2 separate regions of the Mus musculus genome follow, and region 2 is linked to region 1. The links are chromatin contacts, called in public promoter capture Hi-C maps. All regions are on one chromosome and are shown on one strand. The core of a region is the stretch at or near the end of the contact, and the rest is flanking DNA. Distances in the headings are between cores, read along the strand shown. Region 1 holds the start of Il33 (interleukin 33). Region 2 holds the start of Uhrf2 (ubiquitin-like, containing PHD and RING finger domains 2).

Region 1 (6,148 bases), core at 1,978-4,477:
TTCTCTGGGCAGCGCTGTCTGGGTTCTAATGAATAGAGATAGGGATGTGGCCTCAAATATTTCCCAAATCAGGACAGAAAGATGGGAAAAGTGAAGAAGTGACTGATTTGTTTGATCTGGTTTGTATTTCTCAGTGGTGAAAATAAAGTATTCAAACACAACTAAAAACATGTTATGAAGACTGCTTACAGAGAAATGCTCATTTTTTTTCTGAGAGATTCAACTCAGAAAAGAGTACTAAATCGCAGCAAACCATGTTCACTCAGAGCCAAAGTGCATATGACCTTTGAGTTGAATATATCGATGCCTATAGACCTGAATGGTACACTTAATAAACCATTTCAGAATTTCATTTACAAAAGGAAATTCCATATGCAAAGAGAAATTAAGTCAACTGGCCTCCCACAGTTTAAAGTTAATTTTATAACATTAGGTTTTTGTTTAAGTTTTAACCTTTGCTTCATCTCTAAACCTGGATGGAAAATAAACTCTTCAAGCCTGTGGTTCTCAACCTGTGGGTCTCCACCCCATAGGGGTTGAACAACCCTTGCACAGGGGTCACCTAGGACCACTGGAAAGCACAGATATTTACGTTATGATTCACAACAGTAGCAAAATTGCATTTATGAAGTAGCAACAAAGATGATTTTATGGTTGGGGAGTCAACCATGACACAAGCAACTGTCATTTAAGGGTAGCAGCAATAAGAAGGTTGAGAAGATCTCCTTTAAGCAATTTAACTTTAAAAGATATAAAATCATATCCATGGGTATTGTTAAGTCTCATCTGTCTTTCCAAATATCTCTGCTTATGTCCTTATTAACCCCAACTCTGCTATATAGTGATTCAACCTGAACTTATTTCCTACAGTGTAAATCAAGATCCCAACCGCTGTTGGGGTGGGGTCCCCTAAGTGGGAACCTCCGCAGGCTATAGACAGCAGCACCACACTAGTCTCCTGCTGCCACTAATAGCTCCCATTTCAGAATCATTGTGGCTTATGGATTATCTTTGTGGGCACTAACATGGAGAACTAAGAGAGGGACAGTGAGCCATGTCCGTGACTCCCACAAGGCAAATGCTGGGCTCATCAGTGGCCTTGACCCCATTCACTTGGCAGACCACACTTCCTTTCCTAGTTATGTTCTTTGTCACAGCACAGAGTGAATGAGCAAAGAGGTTGGGAATGATGACGTCCCCAGATGGGTAACTGTCTGACGGTCAGGGGTTTTTTTCTACTCACTAGCGCATGATTCAGTAGGCTGAAGCCTGCCTGGTGAATAACGGTTACTGAGAGAACCCCGCCCAGGAGCCACTTCTATTCTCTCTATATCATTTCCACTGTTCATTGGTGGGCAAACTGGAGAAGATTTCACTAACCGTTTGCTTAAGTATTGAAGCAAGCCACAGTCATCCATCAGATGGAGCACAGGGTCCCCAATGAAGGAGCTAGAGAAAGGACCCAAGGAGCTGAAGGGGTTTGCAGCCCCATAGGAGGAACATCAATATGAACTAACCAGTACCCCCAGAGCTCCTTGGGACTAAACCACCAACCAAAGAAAACACACGAAGGGATTTGTGACTCTAGCTGCATATGTAGCAGAGAATGGCCTAGTCGGTCATCAATGGGAGGAGAGGCCCTTGGTCCTGTGAAGGTTCTATGCCCCAGTATAGGGGAATGCCAGGGCCAGGAATGGGAGTGGGTGGATTGGGGAGCAGGGAAAGGGGATAGGGGATTTTCAGAAGGGAAACTAGGAAAGAGGATAACATTTAAAATGTAAATAAAGAAAATATCTAATAAAAAAATAATCCATACTACTGAAAAAAAAAAGGATTGTCGCAAGCGCACTGACATTTTCATTTTAAAATTGAGTTATGGGACATGTAACTTACTCTTCCTACCACGTGGGGAGGGTAGTCACTCTGTGAATGGCCTCAATCTGTCTCTTAGCTTCTCCCCGCTCTGTTCTCTCAACCCAATCACATCTCGACAGGTATTCCTGTTCCTCTCTTAAGACATGCCGCCCTCCACTTGCCACCGTACAGTGCACATTCCCCCGAGTCCATCCAGTCTGGCTCTGGCTGCCTGTCTCTAGGGATCTGTTTCTGATGCTGCTTAGTGGCTAAGGGGAAGGAGCATTGGTCCTTTGGAAAGGGCAAGGAAGTTGGCTCTGTTTCAACTCCACATCAGTCTTGTTGCAATGAAGTTTCTATGCAAGAAGGCAAATGCTACTTATCCCTAGAAGCATGTCTTTATTATTTTTTTTTCTTCAAGCTACCTTGTTTGGTCTATGTGGGAACTACAGATTTTTATTGTCCTGGTGGTGACTTTACATCATATGAAGTACCTTAGTCTAGTTCTCCTAAAGGATTTTTGTTTCTTATTTCCTCATGTGGACTCTTCAAACCACTAGTGTTTCCTTTCCTTTATCATCATCAATCATTTAGTAGGTTAATTGTTCTGTGGTCAGAGTAGGGAGGCAGGTCAGCTATGTTGAGGTACATGGAGCTCTGAGAGTTTCTATCTGTAGATAAGCTCCCTATTTCTGATGTGCCACAGGGAACGATTTTATTATAAAAGAAATTGAAAGAAAAAAAAAGTGACATCTTCATGAAGGTTGCAAAATAAGCCAGGGGTGAAAGTGAAATAAAAAACCAGAAGACTGTCCATAAAGGAATGCTGAAGGTCAGGCTTGGGAGTTTAACTTACCATGAGCCCAACTGTGAAGGTGAGGGGCAGAGGAGCTGGGACATGACGATGGGGGAGGGCTGTATGTGAGCTAATTCTGCTATGAGTCTGGGAGGAAAGGGGCCACAAAATCCATCATTTGGAAGTTAAAATTTACAACCAAGACAGAGGAGGAGAACAGGTGCGCTGACCAGCCCTGTCAGGTGTCAACAGACGGCAGCCCCAGCCCTGGAGGCTAAGGCAAGAAGATCATGAATTAAGAGGCCAGCCTAGGCTACATAGCAAGACCTCATCCTTCACTACCACTCACCCCCAACACACATAAAAAATCAAGATATAAAGGAAAGGTAGAGGGGAGGCATAAATCAGTCTTAGATGTTTACAGAACGATAACAGTAACATTGGCAGGAATGCTATTAGCTTATTGCAAAGAAGTGAGAAAAGTTGGCCCCGATCCTGCCTCCCACAGCTCTCTTCCTAGACTGTTTGGTTCTCTGCCAAGTTCTGGGGAATAAAAAGCCCAAGGCGCTCTGCGAGGAAGAGGAACTGCAGCTGCAGAAGGGAGAAATCACGGCAGAATCATCGAGGTAAGACTGAGACCAAAACCGAGGGAAATGTCTAGTGGGTTTTGCAAAGAAAAAAAATCTTAGGACCTGTGGAGCACCCCTCCCTTCTTATTTCTGAGAAATAAATCACTAGGCTGGTTTGTTGTCATTGCTACTAACTCATGATGACATTTGCTTTCATCTGGGTGATGTTTAAAATTATTAATAAATTGCATGATGTAGACAGTGTTAGCCTTTAAATCTACACCGCCGTGAAACTTTACAAAGCAAGATGGTAATCTGACTTCCTCCGTTAATGCTCAGCAACTCTCTGCAAGTGGCTGTCAGTAAAAAAAGGGACACAGAAGAACTGAGTACAGAGCATTTCTGGAAAAAATAAGGAATCAACTGTCTAAATGGATAAAAAAAATTTTAAAACTCAATTGTGATTCTATTCACTTGAGAAACTTTGTTCTGAAGGCTGCTGGTCCTTTATGCTCCTGGCAATTTTTCTTCCTCATATTTTCCTCTCCTCTGTATGTCAGTGGTTCTCAACCTTCCTAATGCTGTGACTCTTCAATAGATCTTCATGCGCTGGTGACCCTAGACCAGAAAATTATTTCATTGCTACTTCATAACCGAAAGTTTTGCTACTGTTATGAGTGGTAATGTAAACATCTGAAATGCAGGATATCTGATATGCAGGATATCTGATATGCAGGATATCTGATATGCAGGATATCTGATATAAATCCCTGTGACTCCCAATGGGGTCTCCATCCACTGATTGAGACCCACTACTCTAACTGCATGCATGTGCTTCAGATATTTTAGTAAAGAACACAGCATGAAATACCTTATACTGTGGTCACGCAGGAGCCAGAGACTGCATCTGGCTGTCTGTCTTCCCAGTCTGCTTTCCACCTGTGTCTGCTTCCTCAAGTCATCCTTGCTTGCTACTGTGGTCCACCACTGGGTCCAGCATCCCGGAAAACTGTTTTTCACTTTTGTCTTTCAAATCCTTGTTGCTCCTCTTCTGATTTCCTCCCGGATGACACACAGCTCTGTGTTCCAAACATCTCAGCATCCTCTGGTTTCTCAGAGTTAGGGGCCCCTGAGCCTTGTCACACAGGAAGAGTATCCTTAAACAGTTAAGCATGCCTGCGTAGCTTGCACTGTTGCCCGCCCGCCTGGCTCAAGTTTCACGTTTTCTCCGTTCTTCTCTGAGAGGTTCTGGGATCTCCCATGCAACTGTGAGCAGCAGTAACTTCTGACTTCCTCTGGCACCTAGATGCTATTTCTTTGGATCACTGTTTACAGTGTGTACTTCACATTTACACAGAAAATAATTCCATGGTGAGCTTTAACTTTCATGTATGGGTCGAGAGAGGGTTGGGAGTAGATAAAAAGGTGACAGATTAGGACTGCTACCACGGGGTCTGCCAAGGGACACAGGAAAAGAACTTCGTGAGCAGCTTCTGGGAATGGGAGTATTGTTAATGCTCTATCCATAAATTAAATCACTGGAAGGAGACACCACAGAAACACAGTGCTGGGAGGGAATAAATATGTGCTCGGGAACGTTTATGCTAAGGGAGTCTGATCATGTGTTTTCTGTCTTGTGTTTTACATGAGTCTGACTTTGGCAAAAATCAATGCATTGTAACAGTTGACACGTTTGCAAACATTGTACGTACAAGGTTAGGGGACAGACTTCCCCCTTTGAGCCTCAATTTGCAGAAGGGACAGTTAGATACTGCAAGGTCAAATACGAACTCCTCAAATGGTAGAACTGTAATTCTGTGGAGCAATGAAAAATGATGGTTGGGTCAAAGGCTTCAGGGTCGTGGTAGGATCTCTTATCTCAGCGTTTCCTTGCCGTTTCTCAGGTGTCGATGTCTGGGTGCAAAAGAACTTTGTTGTTGTTGTTGTTGTTGTTGTTGTTTTATGGTGCTGTGACTCAAACCCAAGGCTTTGGACATACTAGATAAGCATGCTTCCACTGAACTGTCTCTCCAGGCTGCAACAGGCGCGTCTAAGGGAACAGTCCTTACAGGGCAGGCAGACCTCTGGATGAGAGGAGACCAAAGGGCATGGGGAGTTTGGAGAACATTTCCCTTGCTGCCGACTCCTGACAATACTACTTTTGCCACCAGTAGATTATACCCCTGATGGGTTGTTTTTCTTTTCATTTAGAGGAAACACATGATTTAGTGCAATAGACAAAAAAAAAAAAAAAAACCAAACCAAACAAACAAACAAACAAAAAAACAACACAGGTTTTAGTGGCAGCTTCAAATCCATTATCTAGCTATTATTTATCAGCTATGCAAATCTGTATCATACCCAGCATTCCTGAGCCTGATTTTTGCCCCCTCTTATATGAAATGTGACACAAAACTATCAAATAAACAATCATTAAAACCCTATTCAAGAGAAGGTCTGTGACTGACTCCACAAGTCGGAAGTGACTGTCGGAGGTTACGGTCAAATTCCATCTCTGACTGGCTACTGAACATGACATGTCCCTCTCCAGTGACCCTGTTCTTGCCACCCCCGTGACACAAATGTTACCGTCTCCGTTTGTGAGACCAAGAAAATGAGATTCAGAAAGGTTGTTCCTATCATAATAAGTGGTAAAGTTGATACATTTCGGGTCAGGGATTAAAATCCAAGGCTCAGTTTCGTTAAGAAACAACAGAAGACAAAGAAGCAAGCAAACTTCTATCCCAATGGCATTAATGTCTTTATGCCTCTCTGAGAAGAAACACTTTTGATTCAAACTTCCCGTCATTTTCAAATGCAAAATATTAGTGAGAAGACACTATACTCCTCCACTTCTTTGGCCAGGGCTGAACCCACTGTTACCTCAGTGAGAGATTCCCACCAGCTACTGCCTCTTCTCTGTTTCTCT
Region 2 (5,869 bases), core at 3,066-5,565, 110 kb after region 1:
CACACACACACACACACAACTAGTCCACAGATTAAGACAGATCTTTTAAAAGGAGGGTGTTGCATCCAAAATATGCTCCTTGAGGGTTGCAATTATTGTGATTGCTCATGGGAGAAAAATGATGGGTGAGAAAGGGAATATGGTCCAGGGGCTTGGATGTGGCTTGATGGCAGAGCACCGTCCTACCAGAAGGGCCTGGAGTCCACCCAGCACCCCTGAGGGAATAACATTGGTTGAAATTGATGCCCATATTATGCAGTGCTAGCAAATATGCCAAATGAAATTTAATTGTCAAAAAGGAAAGAAAGAAAGAAAGAAAGAAAGAAAGAAAGAAAGAAAGAAAGAAAGAAAGAAAGGAAGGAAGGAAGGAAGAAAAGAGAGAGAGAGAGAAAAGAAAGAAAAGAAATTCAGAGAGAGTAAGTGTGGTGTGGCAGACAGCATGCCCTTGTCAGAGGTTGCTCAGTGTATGAGGTTGTTTGACACCAAGCTTGATGACTGAGTCCAGGCTCACATGTTAGAAAGAAAGAGCCAACTCCAGCTGGTGAGGAAGGAGTGTTCTCTTAATTCCACGTGTATGCTATAACACACATACAAAATAAATAAATGTAAATAGAGTAACATCGAACAGAATGGTCTTAGAAATCGGATGTGGACTCATTTGTGTCCTCTCCTCTATTTTTACATATTAGTATATTGTCGGTCCACATCTGCTCTGCCACAGGCACAGCCTCCTGGGGAGGCAGAATGCTGGGAGTTTGACTCTGCTTGCCCCACAATGCTGTCGGGGTGGGTGCTGGGCTGTTTGGAATCACTAAGTCACTGCTCTGGGGGTGGGAAAGCACAGTCTTGTGGGGAAGCTGGAGCTGGCTCAGGCGTCCCTGGGTCTGTGATGAGGCCAGGGCCATGGGGTTCTCAGACTCTTGGACATCCAGGAGCTGCTGGAAATCGCAGAAGATCAGAAAATGGAGTTGGGGACTCACTGGCTGGGGATGGGGGGGCAGTGTCTAGTGAGGGGGAGATAAGGGAAGTGGGGAGGGGAGCCCTGGCTTGTCCCCGTGGGTGATTGTACTTCGTTTAGCAGTGGCAGTCTTGGTGGAGATAGTGGCTAGGAGCGCAAAGAAACCTTCTATGGCGAGAATAAAGCTGCAGCTCTGTAGACAAAGGCCTTCCCCAGGTTCCTCATGGCAGATTTGACAAGAGACGGTCATGGTTCCAAACACTTTATTGCTTGTTCATGGTGGAAAATGGATGCATAATGTACCATAATGCATTTACCACTTTTCAGGGTAGGCCTGAGATTAAATACCTTTTGCAGAGAGGAATATCCAGGAAGGGAAGCTTATTGGCTAAGCCCTCAGGGCCTCTAGGTACCTCATTAGCATGGAGAACTCTGTTTGGAGCCTATGCGACCTTAGGACTCATTTCTTTTATGTGAGAAGCATGGCACATGCTCCAGCCCAGGAGTCTGACAGGGAGCAGGAAGTCGCCTAAATCTCAGGTGTGTCGCCCCCTCCCACCCCCAACCCGAGTCTCCAGGTTTCAGCCTGCTCTACTTTACCAAACTTCCTGGCATGATTTTACGTCCCACAATTTATGTCCCACGGCATATTAAAATTAATGTTTTGAAATCTAGCTCCTCGTATGACAATGTATGGAGATAGAGGCTTTAATGAGACAAGGTTACATAAAGTTGTTAGGATGGGTCCTAATCCAATATGGCTGCTATCCATGTTAGAAGAGAGCAAGACCTGGGAACCTTGCTGTTTTGAACACAACTAACCTATGACAGAGAGGTAGACATGTGAGTGGTGTCTTAAAAAAAAAGTTTATTGTTCTCACATAATGGGAGGATATGAAATTGGATACAATCCTAGCATGATGCAATGGATTTGAGAACAGTCAGGGTTACATGAGATTTTCAAATAAGCAAGAAAGAATGAAGACCAAAGAACAATAACAACAAAAGCCTTTAACCAGACCAAAGTCTTACACTGGGCTTTCTTCCTGATTAATCTCTAAGAGAGCAGCAGAAACATCCTTTGTGGCATCTCTGTGCAGATCAGCCCTAAGAACAGGGAAGTGATTGATACTTTCATTTATACCAGCAATAGGCAGAAGATAAACCCCTACTTTTTCTTAAGAGGATCTCTAACTGTGGAATTGTAAGCATATAAAAATGTAACATATGAGCAAACGGTAAATGTTCAAACCCCGCCCGCCCCCCCCCCCCCAGCTGACATGGTCAACTCTTCAGGTTATAACTTCCCACCCAATATCCCCTTATTCTCTTCCCTATCCGTACCACCTATTTCTCTCTCTCTCTTTTTTTTTTAAGATTTATTTATTTATTATATGTAAGTACATTGTAGCTGTCTTCAGACACACCAGAAGAGGGCATCAGATCTCATTACGGGTGGTTGTGAGCCACCATGTGGTTGCTGGGATTTGAACTTCGGACCTTCGGAAGAGCAGTCGGGTGCTCTTATCCACTGAGCCATCTCACCAGCCCCCCCCACCTATTTCTCTATTCGCCAAAATGTAGGCATCTCTATCAAGCCAAAAGACTTTCCTCCTCTCAGAAACTCCTTCTTCCCTTCACTCTCTTAGACAGTTCTTTTCAACTACCAGGCATCTCCACTGTAGGCACATTTGAGATATATTTCAAATGCCACACAACTCAAATGGAACTCATTCCATTTTCTTCCCTTTTCACATTCACAAATTCTACAACTTTCAGGAGCTGGGTTTCCTAGAACACTCAACAATTTATTCTTCTCACTATCTCTAATTTTTCCAAAATGGACAACAGTTGGCTCTTGGCTAAATTTCAGCCTCTCTCACCTTCCCACAGCTTGCTTTTTTCCCTAAGGCCTCCTTCCGCACTCTGTTCTATTGTCATTCTAAATACTTAAACACATCAATGCACATTTCAAAAAGCCCAGGTTTCCCCGGGAGGCCTACAAAAGTCTTTGAATGCTAATGTTCACACTTGCCCTTCATTATTTAGTCAACCTCTCTCAGAAGTGTAGTGTCTTCTGATGTGTGAAAATGCACTCCCAGTCTTTGCTTAAGCACCCTATCTTCTTTGAATATTCCCAGTTTATCTAAATTCTCTTAATAACAAAAGCTCTAAAATACCTTCTTGTGTGCTACTAAGGGAGTGGCAAGGAAGCTAACATTCCCTCGGTGTTTATGAGCACTATTTTACCTGGAGGAAATTGAAGCAGTTTGTTCAAGATCACAGTTAAACAGAAAGACTGCAATTCTCGCGCGTCCCAACCCGTGAGCCCAAGACTCAAGGCTTCAGACTGCAGCACACCGTTGGCAGTGCACCACGAATAACAGCCCGAGACCCTAGCATATCCTTGTAACAACAAATAGTTGATCCCTTCATGGGTCAGATTAGATGTTCTCAGATGTATCTGTTGCCTTATCAACTAAATGTTTTAGTTAACTAGGAAGCTGTCGAGGTAACTTAGAGGCTCTAGGTATATATATATATATTCATATCTCGAGCTGACGCACATTTCACTCTTCCTGTATTTCCATTTAGGCCATCTTGACTAATCAATTTGGTTGTTACAAAGTTGTGCCTCTTATCCTCATGGGAATGATTAGTACTGACATTACGGATACCGGTGAATGTAAGATAATGCGTTTGCTTTGCTTTCTCTCTTAAGTCTTCCATTTTTGGATGGGTCCCCTGAGTGTGGGGGCCGTATCCCGCCCTGGGATCTCCGGATTTTTGGATCGGAGGTGTACAGTCCTGCAAAGCCAGGATCCCTGCGGCTAAAGGCGCCCTTAGCGCAGAAGGCCCACTCGGTCAGGTCCAGCTCCCGCTCCGGCTCTCCGGTCGGGAAACGTGGGTGCGAGGCCTCTGCCCTGGGGCCTCCCGGAAGCGGGTTTCCTCGGCGGGAAGCACGTCCATCAAGCCGACGCGCCCCGGGAGAGGCCGCGTGGCGGGCGCACACCCTGGTGTGAAGTCTCGGGAACGTAGGCTGCATCCCCATTTCTTGCTCACGCCAGCGCGCAGCACGGCTAGCTATTGTTCGTGCGTTTTTGAGACCATGGAGTCTAGGCCTCAGGAGACTGCGAGGTGACCAACGACAACGAGGGCACAGGGCGAGCTGGCCTCGGCGAGCCTGCCCAACCCCGCCCTCCTCCGAGTAACGGCTCTGGAGGCCCCGCCCCCTCCCATATTAGCGCCCCCCAGGCTGTGCGTGGGGCGGAGCCCCGCGTGGATCTCGCGAGATCCGGGTTGGCGCCGTGACCTCCATGTGGGAGCTGCATCTCTATAAGTAAACAGTGCGCGCCGCCGAGCCATGGCTCCTTCCTATTTGTGAGGCGCGGGCTGCGCTCGCACCTCGGGCGGGTTCCGGTTTCCTTCCACCGAGGAGGGGCGGGCGGGCGGTCGCGCGGTCTAAGAGCGTCAGTCCTCGCCCGCACCCGCGTTCGCCGAGTCGCCGCCGCAGAGAACCGGATCCTCCCGGGGAGGCGGCGGGGACCGGGCGGGGCGCGGCGCGGCGGCCCGAGCGCAGGGCCAGACAAAGGGGCTTGGTCCCCTGTCCCCGTGCCGCCGCGATGTGGATCCAGGTCCGCACCATCGACGGCTCCCAGACGCGCACCATCGAGGACGTTTCTCGCAAAGCCACCATCGAGGAGCTGCGCGAGCGGGTCTGGGCGCTCTTCGATGTAAGGCCCGAGTGCCAGCGCCTGTTCTACCGGGGCAAGCAGGTGAGGCGCCCCGCGGGGAGCCCGGGCGCGAGCAGCCGGCGCCCCGGGACGAGGCTGGGTGTCCAGGGCTGCGCCCCGCTGTGCTCGGGATGGGCCGCTGGCGGGGCGCGGGATGCGGGGCCTGGAGCTCGGGCCTGCGGCTGCCCCCCCCCTCCCCCCAAGCGCGCCTAGCGGGTCGGAAGGTGCGGGACGCGGTGTTGTCGCTGGCAGCGGCCACGGACATAGCCTCCGAGGGTCCTGGGGGATCCTCTTCCCGCCTTTGGGGGGGGGGGGGATCGGAGCCTGGAAAGGCAACAGGCTCCGGCAGCCATGCCGGGGCGCGGGAGGGACGAGCTGGCTTTATTCGCAGCGCCGTCTCCGACTCCTCTAAGGACTTGCTTCTTTTCCGTGCCCCCGGCTCCTAGATGCGACGTGGAAAGGGAAGCACCTTATCCCTGTTTCCTCACTAGAAGGATTTGAACACTGAACATCGGAACGGTGGTAGAATGCGTGCCCCTCCTTCCTTGTCGTCAGTCTCAGACTGGGGATTTGTTCTGTAAAAGATCAGAGACCTCTAATTTAAGGAACGATGTTTGTAACCTGAAGTCGGGTTTAAGTCTGTTGAATATACGGACAGATTATTTCCCCATAAACTTTACCTCTCATCTTTGTGTGTCCCCTAAGTTCGGGCTTTCAACTCAAACCTTTCAGCATAATCAGCAGTAATTCAAAAAAAGCCAGAAAGTTGTGTTGGGCCACAAGGGTGCTTGTGGGCATCTCCGTTAATTTTAAGTAAGGCTCTGCCTGATGAGGCTAAGACGTTTCCTATCCAGTAAGTCTCAGAGTCTTATGATTAGACACCCAGACCCACATTGTTTTTCTTGCCTTTGTCTTTAGTCCACTAAAAAAGTTGGCATCCTGCAGTCAGTTGACCACAGTTTGGCTCCAGTCCTGAGTTTTGAATTAAGTGCAGTTCTCTCTGATTCGATGGAAGTAGCCTATAAGCCACAAAGGGTTTAGAAGGAATATTTTTGTTCCCTTTACAGATTTACAACTTCTCAGACTGGTCAAAATTTTCTAAGTAACAGATTATACAACCGGCAAGAAAAAGCCAGGGTTTTGGTAAAGTGTTTGGAAGGCCTCTGACAGAAAACCT

Evidence for each region. Capture Hi-C pulls out chosen DNA fragments and counts their contacts.
Region 2: a promoter capture Hi-C map of liver shows a contact between it and region 1. A contact is called at or near these places in 1 of 39 promoter capture datasets (macrophages), 3 of 484 Hi-C or Micro-C datasets (forebrain, nephron progenitors and uterus), 5 of 130 datasets of targeted methods (the 230-238 cell line, bone marrow-derived macrophages, embryonic stem cells and 1 more) and 3 of 9 other capture datasets (adipose tissue, liver and pancreatic islet).

Annotation. Positions count from the first base shown.
Region 1 is chr19:29,921,886-29,928,033 of GRCm38.p6, forward strand. Il33 (interleukin 33) reads left to right here and starts at 3,228. Exons shown (of 8, transcript NM_133775.3): 1 at 3,228-3,276. Gm41832 (a long non-coding RNA gene) reads right to left here and starts at 5,159. Exons shown (of 5, transcript XR_877808.2): 1 at 4,091-5,159.
Region 2 is chr19:30,026,198-30,032,066 of GRCm38.p6, forward strand. Uhrf2 (ubiquitin-like, containing PHD and RING finger domains 2) reads left to right here and starts at 4,316. Exons shown (of 16, transcript NM_144873.2): 1 at 4,316-4,734. The coding sequence starts at 4,582.